Linked DNA regions of Danio rerio: region 1 is linked to region 2. The links are chromatin contacts, called in public Hi-C maps. All regions are on one chromosome and are shown on one strand. The core of a region is the stretch at or near the end of the contact, and the rest is flanking DNA. Distances in the headings are between cores, read along the strand shown.

Region 1 (2,982 bases), core at 193-2,692, 90 kb after region 2:
TATTCTGCGAATAATCAATCGCATTACTGCTGCCGCTGCACTAATCCGCTTGTTTAGGTTCCATCCTTCCCTTATTCGTAAACAAAACACCAAGATACTTGAACTCCTCCAACCTGGAGATGGCAAACCACCTTTTTCCGGTGGAGCACCATGGCCTCGGACTTGGAGGTGCTGATTCTCATCCCAGCTGCGCCACACGGCAGCAAACCAGTGCATGCTGAAGCTCCATGTTCGATGAAGCCAACAGAACAACATTGTCTGCAAATAACAGAGATGAGATCCTGTGGTCCCCGAACCAGACCCTCTCCAGCCCGAGAAGGGGCAAGAACATTTTAATAATAAATATTCAATTAAAAATCAACAACCAAATGAATACATGAATTAAAAAAGATTGTTGACGCTAATATATGATTAAAAATCAAAAATTGTTCCCGGTGTCAAAAATGTATTATAACATGATAAGAAAAATTCAGTTTGCAAACTCAAGCAGCATAGCGAGCTGTTTTTAACGTCTTTAAAATCAATGGAAGCGAACGAAACCAAAAAGATTCCAATGGCTCCCTCTCGCATGTTAAGAATAAGGTCAATAGACTAAACACGTATGCATACGCATCAATTAACAACAGTTTTTACACGACGTCAATAACAATGTTTTCAAAAACGTGCAATTTGAAATCGTTTTTTAAAGTTAGCATTTTTAGACCCCAAAAAATGTGATTATGTAAATAAACAACCAAAACACTTAATGTTTTTCATTTAAAGTTTTTAGGTGAGGCAGCATTGAGTATGCTCACCGAAGGCTGCATCTGTTAGATTAAAAGTACAGCAAAAACATATCATGTTGAAATACGACAATTTAAATGAAATGTATTATTATATTAACTTATAATTTTTCTACCTAAATATATTTTTCTAAAATGATTTCCTGTGATGAAAATTATTTCATTTTTCAGTCATGATATGTGAATGATTTCTAAAGGATCACATGCAACTAAAGACTCAAATTACAGCAAAAAAAAAAACAAAACATTCAGCTTTGTGTTAATAATACTACATTTATAATAATAATCTAATATCATTTTAAAAGTATTTTTCAAGCATGAAAGTCGTCTTTCAAAAACATCACTCATCTTCACTCTTCCAAACTTTTGTGGGTTAGTGTATCGTCCTCAAAAACTAAAGATGCAATGGAAGAGAGCTAGCGTGTTGTGAATGTGGCGAGCTGTACAGCGTCTGTCAATGATTGTGTGTTTCTCTGGGTTGTAAACAGATCCAAACTAGAGATTCTACTGGGTGTGTTCAGGTAAACCTGCTCTAGCGAATGTACACGTCTCTGCTCCACTCCTCCTGGTTGTGGTTGCGGCCTGTCGTAGCTCCTCCGGCTTCTGCGTCCTGACAGTAGCGCTCCCTCAGCTTGCCTCGCCCACGCTGATGCTGATTGGCTGGAGGTGGGACCATGTTGAGGTTCTCCTGGTCAGGCTCCGCCCCTTCGTCCTCCCAGGAGGCCTGGCGCGGAGCGTGGTGGGCTGGGTTCAGCCGGTATGAGCGGCATGGGTCAGGCTCCTCATATGGATCGGTCTCCATGTCATCGGTGTATGCAGAATCACGGCTGCCCTGGGTCTCAGAGTCAAATGTGTCCTGACGAGAGAGACCCCGGCTGCCTGTTTGCAGCTGGCTGCGTGAGGAGCGCAGTGGCTGCTTTCCGCTCAGGTCACTCTGGTAGTCTTGCAGGCCGCCACGTTCAGGCATTTCCCTCTTCTGCTCTCCATGCACCAGGAACGGCCCCTACGGCGAGCCACATCCCCAAAACACACCAGCACAGGCCAATGCACATGCAGACACACACAAAAAAAGAGCAGGCAGTTAATAGAAAGGTTAGAGGTCAGCTTTTGGTTTTGTTATTTCAACACATTACAAACAACGAGACTGTAGCTTACACACATTACAATTCATTACCTACTCATGCTTTTAGAGGTCTGCCCAACTGTAAAAAGCAATGTTTTTAGATGCAATCTCTATGACATGCTATAGATTATTGCAAAAAATATAATAAAATATATGTATATCTATAGTTGACTTCAGAAATATGCAAAAAATACCTGTAAAAACTTTAAAAATTTAAATGCATCGGACAAGCTACAGACACAAATGCACACCATGCTCATGATGTAAAAAACAACAACTAGTGTTTAGCGCACTCTAGTGGCCGTGTTCAACACATCACACAATAAACTAGGCTACTTCAACATACTTGCTGATGATTTTTTCAAAAATATGTTTTATAATAGTCATCTAATAGTCAAACGCTGTCTTGTATTTTCAACCTCTCTCAAAAAAATCATTACGTATAAAAATATTGAGCAAGATTTGTCATTTTGTAAGTTTATTATATACAGTATTTATCATCTGGGTTTTCTTTCCATTTTCAAAGTATTATATATATATATATATATATATATATATATATATATATATATATATATATATATATATATATATATATATATATATATATATATATATATATTTATATTGAACAAATTTTTTATATAATATTCAGGTTTTATGAAGTACAAAAATATTGACTAAGATTTATTTTTGTTTTATCATATGGTAGTAGCTGAATTCTTTTAATCTTTACATTCTCAAATCATTTATACAGTTTATAAAACATTGATTAAGATTGTTCTCATCAAGTGAAGCTATTTAAATATCGGAGTATTTGAAGTGCATTGTATGGCAGTAAATCACATTTTATTCTCCATTTAGCTTCTGTTCTCTAAAATATTTAGATACTATAAGAAAATAATATAAGTTATGATATTTCCCCCTAATTCTTTTTAAATAGCTTAAATAAAGCTATTTAAATATCTGACTATATGAAGTGCCCTTGTAAATATAACAGTACAATAATTGTTTATTTTATCATGTTGTAATTTATTATATATATATATATTTTCTCTCTGTTTGTTTTCCATTTTC
Region 2 (2,800 bases), core at 227-2,726:
TGCTGATTGTAACAACTTATTATTTCATCCTTATCTTACTTCTTTTTAAATCATCTCAGTTACAGTATTTTTAGTTGAAACTGGGTTCTTTACAGCACGCAGGAAATTATTATTTTTCGTGTAAAAGCCCTTAAAACAGTCAGGACACAGGGCATATGTAATATGTCATTTTAAACGACTATTTATGTTGATGTATTTGTTAATTGTCTGTTTTATAACAATATACGACAATTGATAACATCTTTGAAAAATAGAATAGATATATTAGCAGGTTACAGAAAAAAAGGACTTTTATGCAATCTGACTCCTCTGGCGTCCACATAGGTGGACAGTTGGGTTTAGGTGAATAAAAACTTAATTTTACCCTAAATTTAATTTGATAGATTACTAACATATTCATCATACTTTACTGCACATACTGATTTTTGTATTTACTTCAATTGACCTCCTTGAAGACAAGTTTTTCACAGATTTGCCTGAGGCATTTAAGGGTTTCCACAGTATGTCTGATATTTTTTTCTTGTGGAGAAAGTCATATTTGTTTTATTTTGGCTAGAATAAAAGCAGATTTTTTTATTTTTTAAACACCATTTTAAAGACATAATTATTAGCCCCTTTAAGCTATATTGTTTTTTGATAGTCTACAGAACAAACATTACAAAATAACTTGCCTAGTTAACCTAATTAAGCCTTTAAATGTCACTTTAAGCTGTATAGAAGTGTCTTAAAAAATATCTAGTCAAATATTATTTACTGTCATCATGACAAAGATAAAATAAATCAGTTATTAGAAATGAGTTAAAGCTATTATGTTTAGAAATGTGGTGAAAAAAATCGTCTGTCCGTTAAACAGAAATTGGGGTAAAAAAATAAACAAGGGGGCTAATAATTCGACTTCAACTTTATTTATAGCCTACACCATATATACACATCTTCTTTTAGCAGGTTTGGTTCTCCATATCTGCACGAGGCCTACAGCATTATTATAGCTAATGTAAACCCGCGTCATGTTGTGTGATTCCTCGTATTACGCATTAATAAATGTTAATATTATATAACATGACAGACCTAACTATTCCAATATTACCATTTGCTCTAACCATAGCCTAATGATAAGTACATTTAGGTAAGCGCCCACCCACAAACACCATCAATCAAAACCCCCTCTTAAAAACAACACAACGCTGCTCTTCCTCCATTATTTGCTGCATTTCATCACCAACCTTTGTGTTTCGCGATCCGTCCCGAGGCGCGTCCATGTCGACACAATCACAGCATGTAGATGATGTAGGACAGGAACATGAGGCCGATGATGGCGAAAAACATCAATATCAGGACGTCCAGCATGATGAGGGAGATGCGGAAGACGTTCGGTCACCAGAGAGGAGAAATGTTGGGCTGTGTGTCCGGCGGACTGCAAACCCTTCCCGGCTGCTCAACACTGCTGGCCGCCCTGCGAGAAACAGATGCAGCGGGCGATAATAATAGCCGCGGCCAGCTGATCAGTAAAGGGAGCATCTTTTTGTGTTGTTGTTTCTTTAATGGGTGAAGAGTGCGCTTGCTTTATTATAATACATATGTTTTCACTATTATAGAAAACCAAGCGATACGGATAAAAGAGGCTGTTTTTGTTTTATATCAAAGTCATTAAATATTAAACTGAGGGCACACCCCAAACATCAACATAAATAAAAAAAATACCATCTCTACCTGGCTCCAAAGCGTTTCGAGCTTCTTCTGTTGAACATAAAGGATGATGTTATGAAAGATTTGTAGCCATTGACTTCAATAGTATTGGTTGATCATCCTATGGAGGTTATAGCTGCTGTTTTCCAACATTTTTCAAAATCTTTTTTTTTTTAAAACAACAAAAAGAATCAGTCCAAGGCACTCGAAAAATGTGAAAAATTTAAAAAGCCTTTATTCACATGGCTAAATCTCTAAAAACCTACACGTTTCGGCAAGAGTATGCCTTCATCAGGGTAACAGTTTTGTTTGTTTTTTCTGGATTAATATCTTTTTTTTTGTCAAATCAACTTTGTGGTTTCTGTGTGAACTATCCCTTTATGTATTAATATTATGTATTAATATTTCTCAAGTGCTGTTTAATGGAGAGTTTATAAAAACATATTCATTCATTTCCATCCACAGTGGAATTAACCACCAACATATCCAGCACCTTTTACGTAGCAGATGCTCTTCCAGCTGCATATTCCAACATATTTTTAAACATAATTTAACAACTAATTTCTAATAAGCAATTTCTTTTACCTTTGCCATGATGACAGTACATCATATCTTAGTTATTTTGCAAGATAATATTAATCTCAAAGGCTTAACCAAGTAAATTAGGTTACTTTGACAATTAGGCCAGAGATTGGACAACAGTGACCAATAAAAATATATTTATTTTAATATTAATAATAATATTGACCTAATATTGACATTTATTTTTTTTAAACTAAAAGAAATAAGACTTTAAAAAAAATGGGAAATGCACTGAAAATGTCCTTGCTCTGTTAAAAATCACGAGTGAAATATTGGGAAAATAATTAAAGATTCTTAATATATTGGAACTTAAATACCTGATGAAATAAGTATAAGCTCTGAGTAAATGGATCCAGTTCCTGCGTAGACCCAAAAATATATCCTTGTGTGATCGATGTAAAAGTGACAAGGAAGACTTTTTCCATATGTTCTGGACTTGTGAAAAGTTGAGTGACTATTAGGCACAAATGTTTAAAACATTAAATGAAGCCTTTAATTTAGAGACATATCCTGGTGTTGAGTTAGCTATTTT

The links. Hi-C and Micro-C count contacts between places; a contact is called where the count stands out from the background.
Region 1: a contact with region 2 is called in a Hi-C map of an unstated tissue, with 2.0 times the contacts expected there. The contact joins the enhancer-like site here to the promoter of si:dkey-81l17.6 in region 2.

Annotation. Positions count from the first base shown.
Region 1 is chr3:14,828,704-14,831,685 of GRCz12tu, forward strand. It overlaps a transcript of cacnb1 not described here. Among named protein-coding and RNA genes, the nearest start is that of arl5c, 16 kb to the left of the region's middle. Within about 2 kb of position 1,443, at least 18 of the 62 cell types and tissues checked have an H3K27ac peak or open chromatin away from gene starts, as enhancers often do.
Region 2 is chr3:14,738,937-14,741,736 of GRCz12tu, forward strand. si:dkey-81l17.6 (a long non-coding RNA gene) reads right to left here and starts at 1,477. Exons shown (of 2, transcript NR_170142.1): 1 at 1,224-1,477.